Linked DNA regions of Rattus norvegicus: region 2 is linked to region 1. The links are chromatin contacts, called in public Hi-C maps. All regions are on one chromosome and are shown on one strand. Each heading gives the region's core, a stretch centred on a gene start, on an enhancer-like site or on the middle of the called end of the contact. The rest is flanking DNA. Distances are from core to core; before and after follow the strand shown.

Region 1 (6,439 bases), core at 1,241-3,740:
TGCCCACAAGGACAGTTTAATTTACCAAAGTTTAGTTCCTCTCCTCAACATCCTGCAGTCTCATTGTCCCCTGGGTCCAACGCTGAGATGACCAACGAATTATCTGTCACACGCAGGTTTGGGGGTGTCTTAAGACCCAGGAACGGGGCCTTAGAGTTGCAAAGAAGCTGGAGATCAAAGGTAGATGCCACCAAGAGATCTTGAAGTAAGCCAGGCCAGAGCTGAGATAGATTGATTTGACAAGATCTTGTTAAGTCAGCCAGCCTGCCTTAAAACTTGTGAGCCTCCTACCTCAGCTCCCACAGTGCTGGTATTGCAAGAGAAGTCTTGGGTTGGGGCAAGTCTTTAACCAGTTGCCATAGAACGAAATAAGGAGTGGAGCAATGGGATCCAAACTTGCTGATCCTGCCCTGAGAATTGGAGACTTGAAGAGTGGAAGCAGGGTAGGGAGAGCTGAGAGAGAGTGGGGGGGATGAATGCACACTGGGAGGGTGAGAAGGATCTGGAACATGCTTTCTAAGTTTCCTCTACATGCTTACCCACTGCAACGACACCCTATCCTCCATGGAACTGACAGTCAAGAGTTCTCTTCCCACCCATCCAACTCCACTGCCACAGCCATTGTAACTCTCACCCTTCCTCCTGCTCCTAAAACTGCTTGAAAATGTCCCTTCTCACTCTTACTCCTGGGGGGAATCCTGAATGAGAATCAAATGAAGTTAATTTGTCAATAAACTCTTAACAAAACAGAGTCCAGAGACCCGGGGATGATTCTAGGTAACCTTCTCCTCTTAACAAAATCACCACACTGCACAAGATTCCTTCCCTAAGGATGCCGGTACAGCAACTGCCACCAGCCTCAGGGGGACACCACCCTTTTTATCTATCCTCAGGGGTAAGAACCCGTTTACCCAAAGAACCCCTATAACAATCCTTATACTCCTGATCTGTTCATGTGCCTATGATCCATCTTGGCTCACATATCCCAGATAGCAATTTAATTGTTCCCAAGGAAAACTTTAATTTTAGGGAGTCGGTCTCCCTACTGTTCATCTAAACTGATAATTCCCAAGAAAGCAATGTTTTCCTCATGTTAATACATGAACACAACTTCTTATTAGCTGTGTTTGGACAACATTTGTGAGCTATACATGAATTCTGTCATGAATGGGTACCTTGTTACTCTCTAACTCTGGAAAAACAATAGCATGTATTCTTGCAGACCATTCTGGACGGCTCTACGAACTCAAGGACTCTTTGCGATGACAGAGTTCAAGCTGTAAATGCTGGTGGAGACTGAATGTCCATTCAGACTGCTTAGCAAGGCAGAAGACATTTTCACGAGCTGTTCAGGCACTGTGAAGGTGACTGGGTAGGAGTGCTTCTCTGATTCTGGAAACTTCTAGACTAGACTAGAGCAGAACATCCAGGATTGGTAACTGTTGTCTTCTGCCCATGCTGTCAGGTTCCCCTGCTTGGTGATGGGAGGCACTGTGACAACTGCACACCAGGTAGGAAGGATGGTTTATCTGAGTATATTTGGTGTGTGTTTATGGTGGGAACAATTTCATTCTTTAGGCTGCCCATCCCTTCAGTCATTTCCCTTTGCTATCACTGCTACGATTTATTGTTATTGTTGTTGTTGTTGTTGTTGTTGTTGTTGTTGTTGTGTAATGTGTGCAGGCACAAATGTACCAGGGAATGCTCCTGGAGGTTGAAGGATCTCTTTCTGGAGTCAGTCCTCTCCACTGTGAGTTCATGAGGCATGTGCAGGATGCCCTACTTTCCAATAGAAAAGCCCCACTGACACCTGTGACTGAAAGCGTGTTCTGAGTTAGAGCTATAAATGCAATAATTGGTACGGACAAAGTAGTTATTCAATTCAGCAAACAGCTCCCAGCCCCGGCTGACAGAGGCAGAGTCCACTTGTGTCTGGTCCCAATGCTTCAAACCTGTCTCTGAAATAGAGTTCAGCATCTTTCTCTTTCCCCTAACGCCTTTTCCATCATTTTAGTCCCTTTCAAAGGAAAACCGGCTTCCTCTAGCAAATAACCAAGTACCATTTGGTTCTTTGTCTGCACTTGGCTTCAATCCCTACTCCACTCCACCCCCAGCAGAGCTTGAGACAAGATTCTTCGGAAATCTGCCAATCAGAGCACTATTTAGGAGTTCCTGGCAGGAAGGTCACCTGGGAATTCTGAGTAAAGTGCACTTTAAAGGAGCCGCGGTCCAACTCTCCCGGAAGTGCTCCCAGAGCCATGAGAGGCCTGGACCAAAACATGACATCTCTGCGGAAGGCGGTTTCTGAATAAGCCCGAGGCCTCTAACCAGGCAGAAGGCGACCGGGATGAAATCCTTTATCTCCAAACCCGAAACCACATTGAGCTGAGCTCTTGGAAGCGTCTGCGTTTCCCTGGCGACGACGCGGCGCAGCATGATGACGCAAGGCTTCAGGCAGCAGCAACCCGAGTCAAGGGAGGGATGACGTCACGTTCCGGGATGGGGCCGGGGCGGCACCACCAACCTGCTCCACCCTCAGAGGTCTGGACATTCCTGATCAACAGTGTTTGCCGGACCGACGCCAGTACTAGGACCACGGACCGACCGCAAGCTGGATCCGGGCGGTGAGGACTTACCGGGCTCGGGAGATTCCAGACAGAACAGGGTTTGTGGGAGCCCAGGGCTGGGGTGACTGCTAGAGTTTGCACTCTACCCGACATCATACTCGCTAGTGGAAAAACGAGGTGACCTCAGTTTATTAGGCTCTGCCCTGCGGCGGAGAGGTATCCCAAGACAGACAGAACAGTTAGTTGTAGGTTGAATTTGTTTATAGTGTCCGAGGTCTGCTCCTCACTGTCCCCGAGCAGAGCACTATTTATACTTTTCAAGTGCATTGAACTCTGATCTAGCGAATTCTTAGGAAGTGCTCTGCTGCTCTACACCGGAGACCTTAGTTCTCCGTTTGGGTCTCAGTTGCCCAGGCTGGCCTTGAACTCTATCCTGTCTCAGTCTTGGCATCAGTCAGGACCATAAGCCAGTTCATTATGTCCAGCATAACACTGACTTTTAAAAATGGGAACAAAAAGAGGAACAGAAACAAGAAACAGACTGGTGAAGGTCCGATTTTCTGCTACTTTTTTGTAAGACTGTAGCAGAGAGGAAAACCTTACCATGATGTTAATGACTCTATGTTGCTTGGGTCTGGTCTGTTGGGGATATCCATATAGGACTTCAAACCAGAACTACGGCCTCATAATTTTTTAAAAATTTCAATAGATTAACAGGCTGGAGGGAAGTTGTGTCAGAACCATGATAATGAAGCTGCCACTTACCTCAGGAAGCATCCCAAGTGCCTGATTTGAGTCCCAGGAACGTTCGTGGCAGACAATGCCCGGTATCCCAGTTGTAGTTGCTTCTGAGAAACGGGGTGGCAAAGCAAAGTCCACCAGATTGGTAAACTGTATTATTGAGAGACCGGAGCAAAGGTAACTTGGCTCTGTGGCATGTGTTTGTTTCATTTGTGGCAGTGTGGGTATGTTGGTGACCTCGTGTGGCATGGGATCTTTGGGAGCTGGTGGGGATCTGGGATCTAGACCAAAGCACTTTGCTCCTTTGCCACAGATATTTTTTTTGTTGTTGTTGTTCTTTTTTTCGGAGCTGGGGACCGAACCCAGGACCTTGCGCTTCCTAGGTAAGCGCTCTACCACTGAGCTAAATCCCCAGCCCCCCACAGATATTTTTAATTAAGAAGAAATCCACTGGGCTGGAGAGATGGCTCAGCCGTTAAAGGCTAGGCTCACAACCAAAAATATAAGAAGAAATCCATTCTCGTTGCCTATGATATGTGATTTTATATGTATAATTTAGGGAAAGAACTGGTAGAATGAATATATATATATATGTGTGTGTGTGTATCTTATACATGTGATTTTATATGTATAATTTAGGGAAAGAACTGGTAGAATGAATATGTGTGTGTGTGTGTGTGTGTGTGTGTGTGTGTGTGTGTGTGCATCTTATACATGTGATATTTGTACATATAATTTATTAGGTTGGCTTACAGATCTGGCCTAGGCAATAGAACAGTGGCTGTCTCACTCTGGAGAGGCCAAGAATCCAGTAGTTGCTCAGTCCATGAGGTTGGATGTCACAGCAGTCCCAGTTTGGGGCTGTGGTCCTGAGGATTCCCAGGGAGCTCCTGGTCTTTAGTCTGCGCTGGAATTCTGAAGAAGCGGTTCTGATACTGGGCAGGAGGAGTGCCGCAGCAACAGAGTAGATGAACTTGCTGGTGAGAGTGAGAGCCAGCAGGCAAAAAGCAAAGTTTCCTTCTGTTTCCTTTTGTCTGGGAGGCAGGCTCTATCAGAGGAGCTTTTCCTGCTTCCACTGATCTGAACAAGAAAATCTTTCATGGGAGTGACCAGAGGCTTGCACTTTAGTTGTTTATAGATGTAGTGAGGCTGGTAATGGAGATTCACAGTAACTAACAGGCCTTATCAGAAGTGATTTTGCAAATCTAAAGTCACAGAGGTTAGCTTCTCCTCTGTCTTCTAAGAGTTCGATTGGTCTGGTTTGTACCCATGGATCTGTGCCACCAGGAGGTGATTTCTGTATATGTGAGAACCTTGTCCTTGCCACAGTTGTCAGAAAAGTGGTTTCTTCTCAACGAATCATTGTGGCATGCTAATTAAGAAGCGAGTGACAACATGTACAAGGGGTCCTTTCCTTCTCAGGGTCTCATGTCCTTCAGCCTGACCTTGGACTCACTAGGTGACCAAGGCTGGCCTGTAATGCCCGATCCTCCTGCCTCGTTCCCAGGAGTGTTTTGATTATGGTGTATAGTCCATGCCTTGTATATGATACATATTCATATGATTTATATATATATATGATATATATCATATATATGCTTATTTTATGTGTGTTTACCTGCATTATATATAATATTATATATATATATTCCTGTGGGTGCAATGCCTACAGAAAACGTGGCATCCTCTGGAACTGGAGCTGTGAGCTGTTATGTGGGGGCTGAGAATCAAACCTAGGTCCTCTCCTAGAGCAGCCAGGGATCTTAACCACTGAGCCATCTCTCCAGCCCCATAAATATATTTTTAAAAAAGAAATATGGGGGCACTAGTTACTATTCTTGTTGCTGTGACAAAATACTTGACAGAAATGACTTAAGGAAACTTTGTTTTAGCCCAATGCGTGTACATGTATGCATAGGCACACACACACGTGCACATGTGTGTATGTATGTGTGAGTATGTATGTATGTGTGCGCGCGCGCGCGTGTGTGTGTGTGTGTGTATACAGCCAGAGGGCATCTTGTCAGGGTCAGCCCTCACTTAACATGCATGTAGATCAATTTCTGTGCATAAGCCTTGATGGCTAGCATTTCTACCTGCTGGACTGTGTTGCACCCACCCCCCCCCCCTTAAACTTTTTAAAAATTCTGTTTTATCCATTTATCCTCTGGGGCAGAGACTTATTCATGTCATCACATGCATGTAGTGGGGAGTGTCATAGAACAAACTGGGAGAGTTGATTCTTGCCCTCCACTATATGGGGCCCCTGGAATTGAACCCAGGTCTTCAAGCTTGACAGCAAGAGCCGTTAGGGCTTAGCCATCTTGCCAGCCCTTCCCCCGCAGCCCATGGGATGATGTTCTCATGTTTAACTTGGGTCTTCTGTCAGTTAAAGCTTTCTGGAAATAACCTCAGCTACACACAGATAAGTTTATAGTCACGTTGTAAGGTTTGACCATCCCAGAAGGTGAAGGCTTCTGTGTTGATTGGCTTGCCTGAGGCTGTTCATGTGCTGCCTTACCCATTTAGATGGGCACAGCCCCCATTGCTCATGTTTGAGAATTGCTTGTTAGTTGTTGGTCTTATCTGCCAGCCATCGGTTATTGGCTGGTTTTGCCAGAAGGCTGATTAAGTCAGGTAGCTCATTTTGACCTTGAAGGTGTTCCAAATGCTATTAATTAAATTAATCGCTCTTCTCACAGGTGCCAACATTTGGTTATCTGTCTAGAGCAGTGGTTCTCAACCTTCCAAATGCTATGACCCTTTAATACAGTTTCTCAGGTTGTGGTGACCCCCAACCATAACCTTATTTTCATAACTGTAATTTTGCTACTGCTATGAGTCATAATGTAAATATCTCTGTTTTCCGGTTATCTTAGGAGACCCTTGTGAAAGGGTTGTTTTGATTCCCAAAGGGTTTGAGACCCACAGGTTGAGAACCATTGGTCTATAGTATGGTCTTGAATATCTTAAACTGGGGAAGGATTGTGCGATGGTTTGTATGTGTGGCACTAGGAGGTGTGGCCTTGTTGGAGTAGGTGTATCCCTGTGGGTGTGGGCTTAAGACCCTCATCCTAGCTGCCTGGCAGTCAGTCTTCCAGTAGCAGCCTTCAGATGAAGAGGTAGGACTT
Region 2 (6,993 bases), core at 4,247-6,746, 34 kb before region 1:
AATAGTGATTAGCCCAGCCAGCACCCCACTCTGCTGCTGTCTTGCCACATGTCACATTGTCTATTGTCCCAGAAGCCAGGCAGACGTAGACTCCACCTGCTCTAGTAAACGTTACCATCTGGGGCTGGAGAGATGGCTCAGTGGTTAAGAGCACCTGATTACTCTTCCAGAGGTCCTGAGTTCAATTCCCAGCAACCACATGGTGGCTCACAACCATCTGTAAAGAGATCCGATGGCCTCTTCTGGTATGTCTGAAGACAGCTACAGTGTACTTATATATAATAAATGAATAAATCTTAAAAAAAAAAGTTACCATCTGATGCCTGCAGGGGTCCTAAGTGGCTCTGCAGATGAACTCAGGGTTAATCTTAGCCCAGAGACAACACAATGACTGCTGCCTATCCTTTACCCAATGACCTCTGGCTTCCCTAATCGCAGCCTGTCCCCTGAGGTACCAATGAAGGCCATGAACTCTGCTCTCTGTTGAGTTCTGGGCCCTTTTAGAGTCTGCACAGGATAAACACTTGACCAGAAAGTATCCTTAAGGCATTCTCACAGATTTCTGACAGCTGTGGCTTTGCACCTGTCCTTCCTTCACCTAAGGTGAGGAGTTCTCACCATGGTCATGGTTCAGTCAGAGACACGGAACTGAGGTTAATCGAGGGTTCTCCTGCCAGGTGGCAACTGGTGTCTGGAGCAGCGGTCGACTGTGGGAAGCACCCTGGAGCCAATTTAAAGGAAGGTTGTGAGCTGGGTGGCTGAAGAAACTATTTCACCCACTCTTGAGGCCTCTCCAAAGGCCTCTCCCCAGATGGTCCAGAGTGACCTCCTTAACTTGAAGCTAGTTCTTTGTGGACCTTAATCATAGCCGTGGGTGGACATGTGTGACAGAACATACAAGCACACTGCTAGGTGGCCAGCCCCAGCCCAAGGTGATACAGCTAGCCACTATCCCAGCGACCACTGTGTGCAGCCATCAGACACAGTGTTACTGACATTTTACAGGACAAGCATGAAACCCACCTGGCGGTTGGCCACATGTCCTTCCCATTTTCCTGGACATAATGAAGTGCCAGGCACACAGAGCTGCCTCAGGACCCATGGGCTGATGGCCCCTCTCTGAATCCCTGCACCTGTAGCTAGCATAGACTGGGGGCTTTAACTTGACTGACGCTGGCCCATCAGTCTGAGGTGGCCATCAGCATCCCTCCTCCTGACCTTCACCAAGGCAGTCTGACCTACAGGCCAGCCCTGCTCTGCCCATTGCTTGAGCGCTACAGTGAGCTTCCCTGGTGCCCTGTGAACCTTCACAGAGGTTCGGGACCTGGACCAGAAGAAGGCACAGATGGCACTTCAGGCAAGGCCAGGGTGACTCTCGGTACCCTTCTTCCTGAAAGAAAATGGCCCACAGATCGCCCCACCTAGGTTTTGTCCAGCATGCCAGGAACCTGTCAGATGCTGCCCTTGCCCAGAGAATTCTCATCCCTGCCCTTCAGCTTGGGAGCGGTCAGAGCCTAGATGGTACTGCAGTGTTCTCTAAGTGGAGAAGCTCATGACCAACCCTAGCCGGTGCCCACTGGGTCAGCTCTATCCCTCGGGTCAAAGTCTGAGTGGGACTCTGCCAGCTCCACACTCAGGACTCTGGGTCAGGGAGGGCCACTTGTGGTCTGGTTCTCTTCCAGGCTCACAGGGCTAGACACAGGGTTTGGTTTCTCAAGTTTGTTGCCCAGAACTTGTCCTCAGCAACGAAAGCCCTTTCCAGATCCTGGCCATGGGCCCCTCCATCCTCAGAGGTGAGTACGGAGAACACCTCTCAGGTACTTCTCTTTCAGGGTAGGAGCCTGGATTCTTTGCTGAATTGACTGATTAGGCCAGGCCCACTCAGGATGGACCCTCATTTTTCTTAAAGTCGGTGTAGTAACAGACATGTCCTGGCTGGAATTCCACCAGATCCATGGGTCCCATCCACAGTCTAAGGGAGTTGGTAATCCCAGTTACACACCAGGGAACAGAAAATTGAGACTATCTATGAATTCTCCCTATTACGATCTCGCTAACACCACTCTGAATCAGCACTTAGCGCTCTGGCTCTGGGACCTGTCTGGCTTTGCTGTCACATGGCCATGACTTGCAGGGCTGTGGCCAGGACCCTAGAGCCTCCCTTGGCTGCTCCCTGGTCTCTGTACCAGCTGCAGCACAGCTGCCCACAAGGTTCCATCCTGCCAAGACACCAGCCGTTGCAGTAAAGTCTGCCCAATCCTTCCAGTACCCCAGAGTGGGGTCCCAGGCAACCAGGGAGCCATGGGGAGGCCAAACAACTCACTACTTTCTGCCGGTCTGCAGTTTGAGGCCATAATAGCTGCCTGGAACTCCCTCCCACCCCAGGAGCTGGACGCTATCCCAGGGGAGGGAAGGTAGCAGTCACCACAGGAAGCAGCTGTTCTGGAGACTCGGTCAAGGCTGGACACACGGGCATGCCACATAGGCACCCTGGCCGGAACTCCAGTTAGTGGTTCAATCCACTACCGAACTCCACACCCCTGCCCTGCACCTAACCCTGGAGTTAGACAGTGCCCAGCACTACAGCCCTGCCATGGAAAAGCTTATTACTGGGTCTTAGGTTTCTGATTTCATGCGCATTTTCTCATGGGATCCTCAGGAGGTCCTGCCCCTCCCCCATGCTCGCCGGCTTGCTTGGTGCATGTGACGTGAATGAGTGCTTTATGCTTGTGTGTATAGATCCGCACGCGTGTGTGTTGCTAGTGGAGGCAATAGAGATAATCTCATTCCTCGGGAGCCATGGACCTTTTGCTTTTGAGACAGGGCTTGAATTTTCTAAATGAACTGGGCTAACTAAGCGATAAGCCTCAGAGGTCTGCCTGTCTCTGCTTCCCCAGTGTTGGGGTAACAGGCACATGATACAGTACCCCATATGGATAGGACATTCCAATGGATAGGATATGGTCCTCTCCATAAGGTAGAAGGAAAGAACCAACTTCCTCAAGGTATTCTCTGACCTACACACACACACACACACACACACACACACACACACGATTGTATACACACACACTCATGATTGTACACACATACAATACACTTATGATTGTACACACACACACACACACACACACAATGAATGAATGGATGAATAAATATATATGTTTAAAAAGAGATAGGGGCTGGAGAGATGACTCAGCAGTTAAGAGCACCAGCTGCTCTTCCAAAGGACCTGGGTTCAATTCCCAGCACCTACATGGCAACTCACAACTGTCTGCAACTCCAGTTCCAGGGGTTCTGATGCCCTTACGCAGACACACACGCAGGCAGAGCACCAATATACATAAAATAAAAATAAGTAAATCACTAAAAAACGACATTCTGAACCTAGGTTTTTGATACCGGTGTTAATAGGAGGAACGTGAACGTGAGCACCGGCCTCTCTGGCCATTCCTGGTTAAGTGCCTCGGCATTAGCAATGAGTTGCTAGGAAATGTCTTTCTTTTCCTTTCTCCTTCTTCTTGCCAAGTGGCTCTGGGGGAACTACAATCTGATACGGTGACACCATGGGTCACCAGAGCCCACAAGGGACTTCAGACTCATCTTTTCTGTAAATGGGCTCACTGGTGTGATTCCTAGCAAGGGCTGCTGGGACACAGAGAAGCCATGGAGCTCAGGCAGGCCCCATCTACCGTGGTTTTACATTCTTAAAAAACAGACCGCTTGGCCGCCCTCACAGCAGGTGATGCTGACGCTGCCTGTCTTGATGCTCAGCCATTGACAGACTTCAGTCCGACTCAGGGATGAGGGGCTCCCTTTCTTCTCCCCCCCCTCAATTTCCCATGTCTTTCTGTCTGCACCATTTACCCTATTTCTCATTAGCAGCCAAGAAAGAATGTCCCGTGGCTGTTTAGAACACCTTTGGTGGACTAGTAAGATGGCTCAGTGAGTAAACATGCTTGCTGCCAAGCTTGACAACATGAGTTCGATTCCTGGGACTCTAAATAGAAGGAGAGAACTAAATCCTGCAAGTTGTCCTCTGACTTGCACCCACGGACTGCGGAATTTGTGTACACGTCCGTACTGGGACTCTCGAAAATAAGTAAATGTTTACGTAAAATCAAATGCCTTTGGCAAGACTACGATGTGGCCCATGGCGTAGGGGACAAACACACACATGGCCACAGTAACATGACAGCAGTTTCTCTGCTTCTGTGGTGCAGAAACAAGGAAACATCTGAGGGGACAGAGTCCGGAGTTCAGGGACATTCATGAAGCAGAGAGTTTTCTCCGATTGTGCTGGCCCTAAGGGCAAAGGTGAATGAACTTGTCCCCAAGTGCCTGTCCCCAACCACCTAAGAGACTGGGGTGGAACATCTAAGCCCAGCACACAGTTCTTGGGAGACAGAGGAGGTACAGGGCCAGGAGGTGCCAAGGGCTTCAGCTGCCCTCACTGATGGCCTCCATGTGGTGCTCTGCATCCCTGACCTGTCTGCCTGATTTGCAGCAGTCTGGACACTGCAGACTGCCCCACTGCCTTTGATCCTGAACTGTGTAGGAATTCAGTTCAGGCTGGCCTTCTCAGAGGCTTCCAGCTGCTGGCCCGGACGGCCAAATCCACATTCCTCACACTGGAATGTTCTGGATTCCACAAGGCACCCTTGAACTTCACAGAAAATAACTTCCTACCCAGCACATTCTTGAACCTCCTTCGAAATGCATCTTTCCCACTGTCCTGAGTTCTCCCTGCACAGGAGGGCCTCTGAGCTGGGACCCTGGGTTGGTCTCTCCCACAACTTCAGGGACCCTGGAAGTGGGGGAAAGTCTCCATGAGGAAGAGCCCTAAACTGTGCCACCTAGGTATATCCCTCCTTGGAATCTCCATCCCACCAAGCTGACCTGGGCCAATGCCTTCCTCACCTCTGATGCCAGTATCGCATCTCCACACTCACCCCTGGCACTCTCTGTAGGGCTAGCAAGTTTTCTCTTAGCAAAGCAAGTGAGTTTGCAACTTTTTTTTTTTTTTTTTAGCACAGAGCTCCACTGAAGTAAACAGAGGCTGGCAAGCTAAGGCCAGATGTGGCTTTGCAACTAAAAGTTTCCTTAAATCACAAGCTTGCTCCTTTGGGGTTTTACACACACACACACACACACACACACACACACACACACACACACACACAGAAGCTGCAGGAGTTGCAACAGGATTTCCAGTAACTAACCGTGCAACAAAGTGAGACCTCTAGTGTTCACACTGATTCTGCCTTTGTTGTGGCCCCAAAATGGACAACACACGAACAGACCCATCTGTAAACTCTGTGTGAACTGGAGCCACACCGGTGGGACCCTGCACTGTGGGGTGCCAGAGTCAGGCCTCCCTCCATCCTCTCCTCCCCAAGGCACAAGGAGATTGCTGAGGAGCATGGCGGGGGAGGGGAGCTGCACGTTCTCTGGCTCTCTACAAGTGTACTGTGGCTCTGTGCTTGGACCTGTCCCAAGCCGTGTGTGTGACAGGCATTGTGCAATCCAGATATGCCTGTGTGCTTGTCTTGGAGGATTCACTACAGTAGGGAAGTGCTGAAAAATGTCATTGAGATACTGGAAGGGAAACTGTGTTCTGAGTCAGTATTGTAAGAACTTTCTGCAATGGACCTTTCTAGATTTATTTTTATTTCATGTGCATTGAGTGTCTGTCTGCATGTATATATGGTCACCATGTGTACACAGTGCCCAAGAAGGCCAGAAGAGGTATCAGATACCCTGAAACTGGAGGTACAATTGGTTGTGAGCACCACATTCACGCTGGGAACAGAACCTGGGTCCTCTACAAGAGCAGAGCATGCTCTTAACAGCGGAGCTCTCTTCAGCTCCCAGCGCACCTTTCTGAACACTTGATTTTAGCTCTTACAGTTAGAGCTTTGATCCACCCAGAGTTTGTTCTTCTTGGCCTGATGTAAAAAGTGACTGTCCCATGTGCAGTGTCCACAGGACAGCAATAACTCCAGCCCATGTACCAGAATGCAGACTGGATGGGAGAGGAAGCCAGGGCAACTATCAAACTAGCGTAAGGATACGCACGGGGTAGTTATCGACAACCACACTGATTAAGACAATTAAGAGTTTAACGTCTTTTCTCTTCATGGTCAGTCCAAGAGTGGCTTGAAACACCGTAAAGTCTCTCAGTGCCTAAGTTCAGAGGTACAGGTTTTCAAAGGCAAAAACCACAGATATATCAGCATCAGATGAGGGTTAGAATAACCTTGAAACGCTCATTTCTGGCGGAGCGTAGTAATTATTTATGGCATAACTTGCTGATTATTTTTGGCTAATACACCTGGACCATGGCCAAGGCCATGGCCACGGAAATCTCCAGTGTGTTGCCAAGGCAGAAGTGACGGTCATGGGCGGGGTAAACACAAAATGGAGTCCGTATAAGCGTTACCTCAGTCTCTTCACTAGAAACCTGGAATGTTCTTCTCTCCTCCTCTCCCTAACTAACTCCTATTCAACCCTCAAAACCTTGCTGTCTGCTCTCAGCTCCTGGGGAGGCCCATGTCTGACCTCCTCTGGCCTCCCACTTCCTCTCCATCCCCCTCTGTCCACAGCAAACACAAAACCACAGACAAAGCAGGGTCAGTCAGCAGAACTTGAATGCTACTTCTCTCATAACTGTGTGAGACGGTGGGCAAGAAGCCCAGCTCCTGCCTCAAAGGTGATAAGAGATAATCTATTCAAATGTGAACGACTATGGCCCAGGGACATAGATTGGGGTTGCCCTAAAATATCGTATCCCAGTGAGGTAACAGTTTCCTGAAATTTTTTTTTATAGAAACAACAAAAACTTATAGAACAAGGAAGCCACTTCACATCTGTTGCTGGGAGCACCGGGTTATAGCAGATTGGGAATATTGGTGCAGGCCTTGGGTGTCTTGGTCTTTGAGTTGATGGAAGCTAGGGGTCTGCTTGTGGCTCCAAATTTGCCTGATAGTGACA

Evidence for each region. A called contact is a pair of places that touch in the nucleus more often than the background predicts.
Region 2: a contact with region 1 is called in a Hi-C map of liver, with 2.1 times the contacts expected there. The contact joins the enhancer-like site here to the promoter of Acox3 in region 1. A contact is called at or near these places in 7 of 12 Hi-C or Micro-C datasets (the A7r5 cell line, Schwann cells, frontal cortex and 4 more).

Annotation. Positions count from the first base shown.
Region 1 is chr14:79,396,932-79,403,370 of GRCr8, reverse strand. It overlaps Acox3 (acyl-CoA oxidase 3, pristanoyl), which reads left to right and starts at 2,490. Exons shown (of 18, transcript NM_053339.2): 1 at 2,490-2,624. It also overlaps a transcript of Trmt44 not described here.
Region 2 is chr14:79,432,949-79,439,941 of GRCr8, reverse strand. No RefSeq gene overlaps it. Among named protein-coding and RNA genes, the nearest start is that of Cpz, 12 kb to the left of the region's middle. Within about 2 kb of position 5,496, at least 16 of the 93 cell types and tissues checked have an H3K27ac peak or open chromatin away from gene starts, as enhancers often do. A contact at or near this core is called in liver, where this site is marked.